Linked DNA regions of Triticum aestivum: region 2 is linked to region 1. The links are chromatin contacts, called in public Hi-C maps. All regions are on one chromosome and are shown on one strand. Each heading gives the region's core, a stretch centred on a gene start, on an enhancer-like site or on the middle of the called end of the contact. The rest is flanking DNA. Distances are from core to core; before and after follow the strand shown. Region 1 holds the start of LOC123181216 (calcium uniporter protein 2, mitochondrial). Region 2 holds the start of LOC123181218 (pentatricopeptide repeat-containing protein At2g20710, mitochondrial).

Region 1 (4,742 bases), core at 160-2,659:
TATAAGTTATATATCATGATCATTGGAGTAACTGTAATTTTCATGTTTGTATGAGTCGATACTAATTCAGGGAAAAAAATTGTCTCCAAGAAAAGGGATCAAATGGAAATGAGGTGCTCCTAAGACCTTTTCATTTTCTCTTTAATATGTAGCACTAGCTGTGTGGCTACGACTATCTTTTGTGTCGTAAAAGAAGCAAAACTTTATTGCAATTATTCTCCTTGCACTCCATATCGATTTGGGATCTGATCCATGCTTATCCGAGTCTATGACGCAGAACTTCTATAGGACCCATGCATGTAAACTTTTCAATTTCTATATAGCTGTACCCTTTACTCAATGCGTTTTTTTCTGACAACAATGTGTTGGTATTTGATTGTAATATAATCACTGAAAAACAAACAAACCCTGTAACCGACTCGTGCAACACGTTGGAGCACACTATTTTTTTGTTTGCACGTGGGAGTGCACCATATGTGTGTGTGTATTCCATCGAAACTGCCAATGACCTCACTCGCCTCGATATTCAGCGAGCTGATATTTATTATATTAAAAAAATACACGCTGTTCATGCCAAACAAGCGCCAAAACGTGCAAATGCCGGGGGTACGAAAATAGGAACGCCATAACGACATCCCAAAAAAACTGTTCGGTGCCAAACCAGCACACCCCATACACGTTTTTGCTTGCTGGCAGTGGCAGGCCGTTGTAGAACGCGCCACATTCTGTTACAGGAGAAGAAGAAGAAAAAATGCACCACACGATGGACGTATGGGAGACGCCTAGCTAGGAAACGCTATTTCGAGCAAAATGATACTACTCGTAGTAACTACTTTGTGCTAGCTAGTAAACTGCTCGATTTAATGAAAAGAAAAAAGAGTCTGATAGTTTTTGGTATACTCATAGCCGCCTGTGGTGGCTGCTACCGTCGCGAACTGCTCGTCAAACGGAGTATTACTCGTTAGTCCGCTACGTGTATCGATCGACCAATGAAATGAAGAGTCTAATGCTACATCATCTTGTAAAATAAACACTTTCCTTTGTGTATAACAAAAAAAAAACTTTCGGAGATGGTGTGTCGAAGGCTCGAAGGTGTCATTTTCCAAATGCCGTCGGAGAGGCAGAAGTGATGAACCGAAAGAAAGAAAAACTATAGAGAGGACGACGACCAACGCGTGAAGTTAAATGACCGCAAAATAAGTAGTTAAAATGGATACATAATGCTACATTTTAAAGAAAATCAAAGCTGCTGCTAGCCTGTGAAAACTCCAGTGCCAAAGATTACTACACGCGACGGGAACTCGGGGCGGGGCGGGTCGCGCCGTTGGCGTGGGCGGGCCGCAGCCTGGCTCGAACTCGAACAGCCCGGACGCAAGCGGCGGGGGTATAAATAGCCGCCCACGCCCCACCATTCCTTCCACCGCAAATCAACCGCCCCGTCCGCGTCCCCGACCCGATTAACCCTACCTTCCGCTCGATTCCACTCCCCTTCCCTCCTCTTCTCCCCCCGCTCGTCGGGTCCGGAGCAAGCAGCGCCACCGACGCACATCATAGCAATGGCGGCCGCGCTGAGGAGGGCCGTCGCGCAGCGCTTCGCGTCGGCGGCGGCGCCGCAGCAGGCCTACGGGATGCCCCGCCGCTTCATGCAGGAGCGCCCCGCCTTCCGCCCCGCCGTGCCCCCGGACGTCGGCTTCATGCCCCTGGCCGACCGGATCCGCGACCACCTAGGCGTCTCCTTCCCGCGCATCAACCTCGACGGCCTCGTCCCCCCCGCCCCTGCCCGGCCCCAGCACCAGACGAGGGAGGCCGCCGCGGTGGTGGGCAGCCTCACGGTGGAGGAGGCGCGGAAGGTGCTGCGCGCCACGCAGATGGAGGCGGCGCGCGCGCGGGTGCGGGCGTCCCGCGAGGGCACCGTGCCCTACGCCGAGTTCCTGCGCCTCTGCTGCGACGCCGCGGGCGCCGACGACGGGCCCTCCGTCGCGCGCGCGCTCGACGAGTCCGGATCCGTCATCGTGCTCGGCAGGACCGTCTTCCTCAGGCCCGAAATGGTACGGCCCGCCCCTCCTCCTCCTCCCTGCCTCCCATTTCGCTGCTTCAAATCAAATCAATGACCTGTCTAAATGTTGCTTGATCCGTCCCAACCTTTTTGCTCTAGTTTTGCCTTGCAGTTAGCGTCTTTTACAGACAAAAAAAGACACGTTGGTTCCTCTGTTCTGCTCTCTTCTCTTGTTCTACTGTTCATTTTAATCCGGGTGACCGGGTACAGAATTTCACAAGGCTAGAGATCTGACGAGATTTTTCGCGTGTTTTGCATGTTTCTCCCAACAGGAAATGAACCAAAGAAACGGCGGTGTTCTAAAACAATAGAGCAGTTGTGACACCAAAAGTTTGGGGGATTTTACTTACCCCCCTTCCGTTCCGTTCCAAGATGGGAGTTTCCTTTCTTCTCTCAAAACCAGAAGGAAAACAACAAATCTAATTTCTACCCCTCGATCTAAATCTGAGGAGGGAAGAAACTAAATGACAGTCTTGCTAAAATTACAAAAAAAAATCTCCGATGAATGAAACATGAGGAGAACCTAGCTGCCATTGGGCACCCAAAAAAGAACATGCTTGGTTATTCTCTATATTCAGATTGGTTGGCGTCTAGTATCACGCTGATGATAATGGCTTCACTATTTTGGGAATTGGAGCACATGTTTTCAACTTCATCATTTCCATTGGTAGTCATGTAGATGTTCATACTGAAGTACTTCACCGGATTTCTTACTATTCAATAGTTTAAAATACACATTAGTGAAGCACCATTCCACTTGCTGTTGTCCGATCTACAATTAGATGGCAGTGATAAGCAATTGATAGTATGAATCTGCTGTTTGAATTGCATAGTAGAAGATTCAAATCACAGTACAATCATGTCAGTGGTGGTGGTGGGTTGATTTACCTTTGAGCATGTCATGCATCACAACAATTTAGTTGGTTACATAGTGGAAGATGTAGAACTACTACCACTACCATTTGCATAACAAGTAGTGCCTGTTGTGGCCATGAGATCAGCCCTTTTTAGCAATTGCGACACCAGAATGGCCCATCATGTGGTGTCCTTGTCACTGGTTCGGTTCGTTTGTTAGGGTGAAAGCTATTTACTAACATTTTTTTGCATTTTGTTTAGAGAATTCAATCTGTTACCCGCATCTTAACTGTAACAGTGTAGAATTGATCTTGTTACTACTATTTGTTTTCATGAGATATGAAGTACTAAAAAAATGCTGTTGTTATTTCCTGCTGAATAAATAAGCTGCATCCCTTCCCATTTGAAAAATAGGAGACTAACACAGGGCTAACAAGTCAATGACAAATCTACTTCTCTTATCTTGGTGACCTTCCCCCCCAAAAAAAAGTTCTGGGTGGACCTAAACAAAGTTTAGGAACATCAACACATGCCATCTGGTTCTGATTAGGTAATAGTACTCATAGGCAAGATAAGTGGTACGATTTGTTGTTTGTTTTTGCTTGGTCCCTCCGTGGTCACCATAACTTGGCAAGCTACCCCTTGCAAGTTGTGGCTGTCGGCGGTGACAAAACTATTTGTGGAAAATCTTTTTGCATGATTTAGTCTTGTAGCTGTATCTAGAATTTTAGATGTTAAGGCGTGCAGTCGATATGTGTTTAATGCCCAATACTGACTTGACAAAAAAACATTTTCTTTTGAATGGTATTTGAATCCATGTGGAGGATAGAGACCAAACATTTTGCACTTGTTTGAGCTAAATGTTTTTGTCCTTCCAGTATTGCTCTTTCTTTGATGGATCTCCCTTGAAAAGAAGAGCAGCCAAGTAAAATTTGGATATGTTTTTGTCCTTTTCTTCAAAATTTCAGGTTGTGAAAGCAATTGAGAAGGCAATACCCATACCGCGAGGGCTATCTGTTGCTGAGAATCACCCTGCAAGGGAGGAGCTGAAGGCCATGGAGGCCCAGAAGGTAGACATCGACCGCATGGCGACGCTCCAGGTGCGGCGGGAGCTGTGGGGAGGGCTGGCTGCCCTGGCCCTCCAAACGGCCGGCTTCATGAGGCTCACATTCTGGGAGCTCTCCTGGGACGTCATGGAGCCCATCTGCTTCTTCGTGACGTCGACGTACTTCATGGCCGGCTACGCCTTCTTCCTCCGGACCAAGAGGGAGCCGTCGTTCGAGGGCTTCTTCCAGAGCCGTTTTGTGGTGAAGCAGAAGCGTCTGATGAAAGCCCGGGATTTTGACGTCCGCCGGTACAGCGAGCTCCGGCTAGCCTGTGGCCTCCCGGCGCTACACCCTCAGAGCCCCTGCGCGTCCTCGCAGGAGAGCCACCACCATTGCCATTCTCACTGCCATTGTCATTGATGTGTTGCTTGGAATTTTTTATGCCCATTTGATGTGGCTGCTGCTGCTGCTTCATGTACCGTTGTGGAATGTGGATGCGAAGCATACTCATTGACGAGATCAGATTCGGATTTTAAACTCGAAATGCCTGTGTCCTGATGGATGGATGGATGGATGCATGTGAGTTGTGACTGAGGTAGTAGACGAGAGAAGTCAGCGTGTACATACCGGCTGTAAACAATCTTTGGGAAGAAAAATGGAAAGGAAAATAAATTGATTACAAAACCTGAGGAAATTGGTCATCCAAGCTCACTCTGGCCTCAACTTGGTTCCGAAACGCATGCTGGCAAGGGACTTCAGCATATTCTCTTCAAGTAGGCAGGCGT
Region 2 (4,452 bases), core at 516-3,015, 250 kb before region 1:
CGTAACCATCTATTGATCAACGAGCTAGTCAACTAGAGGCTTACTAGGGACATGGTGTTGTCTATGTATCCACACATGTATCTGAGTTTCCTACCAATACAATTCTAGCATGGATAATAAACGATTATCATGAACAAGGAAATATAATAATAACCTATTTATTATTTCCTCTAGGGCATATTTCCAATAAAACCCCGGGCAGGCAACGGAACCCGGATCCCTTTCATAAACATGGGGTCGGCATCGCCCCTCAATCCGGTTCGCACTTGGCCGGGTTTGGCAACCCGGCCGAAACTGCAACACAGCCGGGCCTGCTAGCGCATGCCGGCCGAACCCGACAAACCAAGGCTTCTCCAACAAGCCAGCGCCCTCATGGCGTCTTCCTCAACCCGGCCTCGGGTCAGCTCCCGTCCCATCCAAGGCATACGACGGAACAAGTCCCCGTAGAGGGGATGAGCGTGGCTACAGTGGTCTACCAACCCCGCTGACCGGCAGGAGCGTGGCTACAGTGTCCCACCTACTCCGCTGACCAGGGCCGGCGTGTCAACAGTGCCCCCCTCATCCTACTGACGCAAGCCGATGGCGACCAGGCGGAGCGCCACTGTAGCCGAGCCGGCCCAACCACTTCATGACGCACGACAAGACGGAGAACGGTGCCCCCTAGCGCGCGGGGACCGCACCCGGAGAACCCGGCGAATCCTGGTACCCGGCGGGTCCCAGCTCCGGCTTCCCACACACACACACACACACACTCACAAAGAAGGAGCAGCCTAAGCCTTTGCCTTCCCTCCTTTCTCCCCCGAACAGCTCTAGGAGCAACTCTGTACTACTTCACATATATACCACTCTCGGCAAGACTAGGGGTATTATCTCTCAGAAGAGCTCCGAACCTGGGTATGTCTTGTGTATTCCTGGCCAAACGGGCCGGCCCAGCCCGGCCCGCGGCAATCGTGCCTGCCACGGCACGGCCTGCCACGACATGATTATTAGCCGGACCGTGCCGTGCCGGCCCACGGGCGGGAGCTTGCAACCGAGGCACGGCATGCAACCTATTTGGGCCGGCACGCGGCACGCCCAGGCACGCCGGCCCGTTATCGCACGCTGGGCCGCCTGGCGCATTTTTCCCCTCTGTACAGCAAATTTTTTTTCTTCCAAAAAATGTAGAAAAATGCACAAAAAATGTAGAGTATTATCTGGGATAAATCTAGAGTTTTATTAACGCTTGCCTCATTAAAACCTTCCATCCCAAAGAAGTAAAAGAGTACAAGCTATGCTCTAGAAATACTAAAAGATTAAAAGAAATAGAAAGAAATATATTAGAGCACTACAAATGTACGCATGCACTACAAAAGTATTGAACATATTAGAGTACTAGGTATTTATATAGGACATATTTATTTATATATTTCAAAAAAAAGTTAAACGGGTTGTGCCGTGCCGCCCCGCGTGCCCAGCCTCCAGGCCCAGGCACGGCCCATGGCGTGCCGCGTGCCGTCCTGGCCCGTTTAGCCCGGGCCGTGCCATGCCTGGGCCGTGCCGTTCCTGCGTGCTACCGGGCCGGCCCAGTTAGCACGGCCCGTTTGGCCAGCTATAGTCTTGTGTCACACGCTCGCTCATGCCGACCTCGTCTCTGAAGCCCACCGATGCCCTTAAGCCTGTCCCTCTCTTTAGCCACCTTTTGGCATGTGCCTTGCGCCCACCAGGACAGTAGCCAAGCCCGGGTCCTATAATCTTCTGGAGAATTTATCCTGTCTCCCCCTTCCTTTCGATTAGATTAACCACCCTGAAGCCCATTCAGCACAAGGCCCATCTGAGCCCATTCCCCATTCCCCCAAACCCTCACCCTCCTCCGCCGGCATCGAACCGCCGGAGCGGCCGCGCCACCATGCACCACCTCCTCCCTCCTCGCGGCTGCCTGCTCCGATGCCTGTCCACGGCCGCCGAGACCGCCGCAGCCTCGCCCCATCCACCGCGGCGCCCGCTGGCCGATTCACTCTACCGCCGCGTCACTGCCGTATGGAACCCGCGCCTCCCGCTGACTCCCGTGCTGGAGCAATGGGCGGTCACGGAGGGCCGGGCCGTCGAGAAGAACAACCTCATGTGCATCGTCAAGAAGCCCGTCCGCATCCGCCGCTTATCCCACGCGCTCGAGGTCGCAATCACCCCAACCCCGAAGCGAACACTCCCTTTGCGCGCACCCCACTCGCTGATTCTTTGTGCTCTTGCAGCTTTCAATGTGGATGACCGACCGGCGGTACATGTACCTGTCGCCTGGCGACGTCGCGTACCGGCTGGAGCTGATCAGCAAGGTGCAGGGCCCCGAGAGTGCCGTGAACTACTGGAAGGGCTTGTCGATCCAGGTGAAGAACTCTCATTGCTACGGCTCCCTCCTGAAATGCTATGCGGAGGCAAAGTCCGTAGACGAGGCCGAAAAGCTCTTCGCGGAGATGCAGGACTTGGGAATGATGAGATCATATCCTTACAATGTGATGATGAAGCTTTACTGGGAGACCGGGCAGGTTGAGAGGGTGCACGCCATGTACAGGACCATGGAAGAGAGCGGCATCAAGCCTGATGTCTTCAGTATCAACATTCTGTTGACGGTGCTCGCAGCTGCTGGGAATTTTGATGGCATTGAGGAAATTATCAAGAAGGTCGACCCGAAGATCGTGAATTGGCACTCACATGCCATTGTAGCCAGGGCCTTCATGGAAGCCGGGCAGCAAGGAAAGGCCTTGCGAGCTATCCAGGAATCAGAAAAGCAGATAGGTCGGAAGGATGAGAGGGTTGCATATGGGTTCTTGCTTTCCATGTTTGCTGATTTGGGAATGAGTAGTGAGGCGGACCGGGTTTGGAATGTCTACAAGTCCAAAGTGCCGGCATGCAACTCGATGTACATGTGCAGGATAACTGCGCTGCTTAAGATGAATGACATTGATGGTGCTGAGAAAGCCTTTGGAGAGTGGGAAAGTAGGTATGTTCACCATGATATCCACTTAACAAACTTACTGCTAAATGCTTACTGTGCCAAAGGTCTTATGGAGAAGGCAGAAGCTCTCCTGGATGAAGCCATCGCCAAAGGGAGGACACCTCACCGTAGTACTTGGTATAGTTTGGCTAGTGGATTTTTCCAGGACGGCCAGGTGTCGAAGGCGGTGGATATGACAAGGAAAGCTCTTGCTTGTGCGTCTTCTCGATGGGAACCTGACCTAACAAATGTGCTAATGAGCCTGGAACATTTCATGGAGCAAAAGAATGTTGAAGCAGCCGAGGAGATGGCAAGCCTGCTACGGAATTTAGTACCTTTGACAAGGGATGTTTACCACATTTTACTGCAGACATATGTTCATGCAGGACAACCAGTGTCAGATTTACTTGATCGCATGAAAAAAGATGGTTTTGAGGCTGATGAAGAAACAGATAAAATCATCGCTGGAATATGCCAGTAGATATCCGCATCTTCCTATCACTAAGCAATTTCGTTGGTTGTTTATTTCCCATGGCAGGTAGCTGCTAAACCATCCAATTATTAATTAGTTTGACTTCCTTCCACTGCTTAGTGCTTATCTAAGACACTGTAATTCTTTAATCTTCTATATGACGGTGTCACAGGGCAGTGGGGATGTCAAATATATTCTTAGAGTATGTTCATTTGAAATTTGCACAGGTTTGTACTTCTGTTAGGATCAGATAAGATATGATGTAATGCAACTGTTCAGTAGTGTCACAAATCAGTCTTTTAAGCCAATCTCCCTGGCTCCATCTACCACATCAAATTCTTCCACTTGCGACATAACTGCTTCTCCTTTTCTTTTCTTTTCTTCTGTTTTCATGGCATCCAAAGTCGCTATGGGGGTATGTCTGACATGAGCTGATAGCCTGGTAATACCTTGTGTAATAAACCAGAGATTTTTTTTTCATGAAAGACAATAAACCAGAGATATGGACTCTGAAGAGATGTATGCCCATCGCATGAAAGGCATATTACTGAAGTACATTCACATTTAGCTTTTGTTCTTCATTTGAGGAAAATATAGTTTAATTCTTTTTTGTGTGCTCATATGATGCCTACAATATGGGAGGGTTGGTTGTGAGAATGCTGGATCTAGGTGGCGGCAAGTTGTCCCTCCAATGGCCTGAATTTCTGTGGAGCTGGCCACTAGCGATAGCTAGGCCTGGCATCAAACGAGTCGGGTGGAATAATGGTTCAGATCACTTGTGGAAGACCAGCAAAGACTGGAAACAACAACGAAAGTTGCTGCACAAATGGATCGTGGTGAAGTATTTCAGTATGGCTGGTAGTTGGGGCATTATTTGTCATGGAACTGAAGAATGAGGTTTGCTGTACATTTCACATTTGAAAAACCCAGTTCGATTCACGTGATCTGCAGCACTTAATGTAGGGTGAGCCAATGATGTGTTATAACTAGAATTGCCTTCCGCTTCTTACTT

What was found. Hi-C and Micro-C count contacts between places; a contact is called where the count stands out from the background.
Region 2: a contact with region 1 is called in a Hi-C map of leaf, with 9 times the contacts expected there. The contact joins the promoter of LOC123181218 here to the promoter of LOC123181216 in region 1. A contact is called at or near these places in 1 of 5 Hi-C or Micro-C datasets (leaf) and 1 of 1 datasets of contacts at active chromatin or transcription factors (leaf).

Annotation. Positions count from the first base shown.
Region 1 is chr1D:240,416,615-240,421,356 of IWGSC CS RefSeq v2.1, reverse strand. It overlaps LOC123181216 (calcium uniporter protein 2, mitochondrial), which reads left to right and starts at 1,409. Exons shown (of 2, transcript XM_044593475.1): 1 at 1,409-2,048; 2 at 3,880-4,501. The coding sequence starts at 1,557. The coding sequence ends at 4,377.
Region 2 is chr1D:240,671,203-240,675,654 of IWGSC CS RefSeq v2.1, reverse strand. LOC123181218 (pentatricopeptide repeat-containing protein At2g20710, mitochondrial) reads left to right here and starts at 1,765. Exons shown (of 3, transcript XR_006491551.1): 1 at 1,765-2,152; 2 at 2,229-3,506.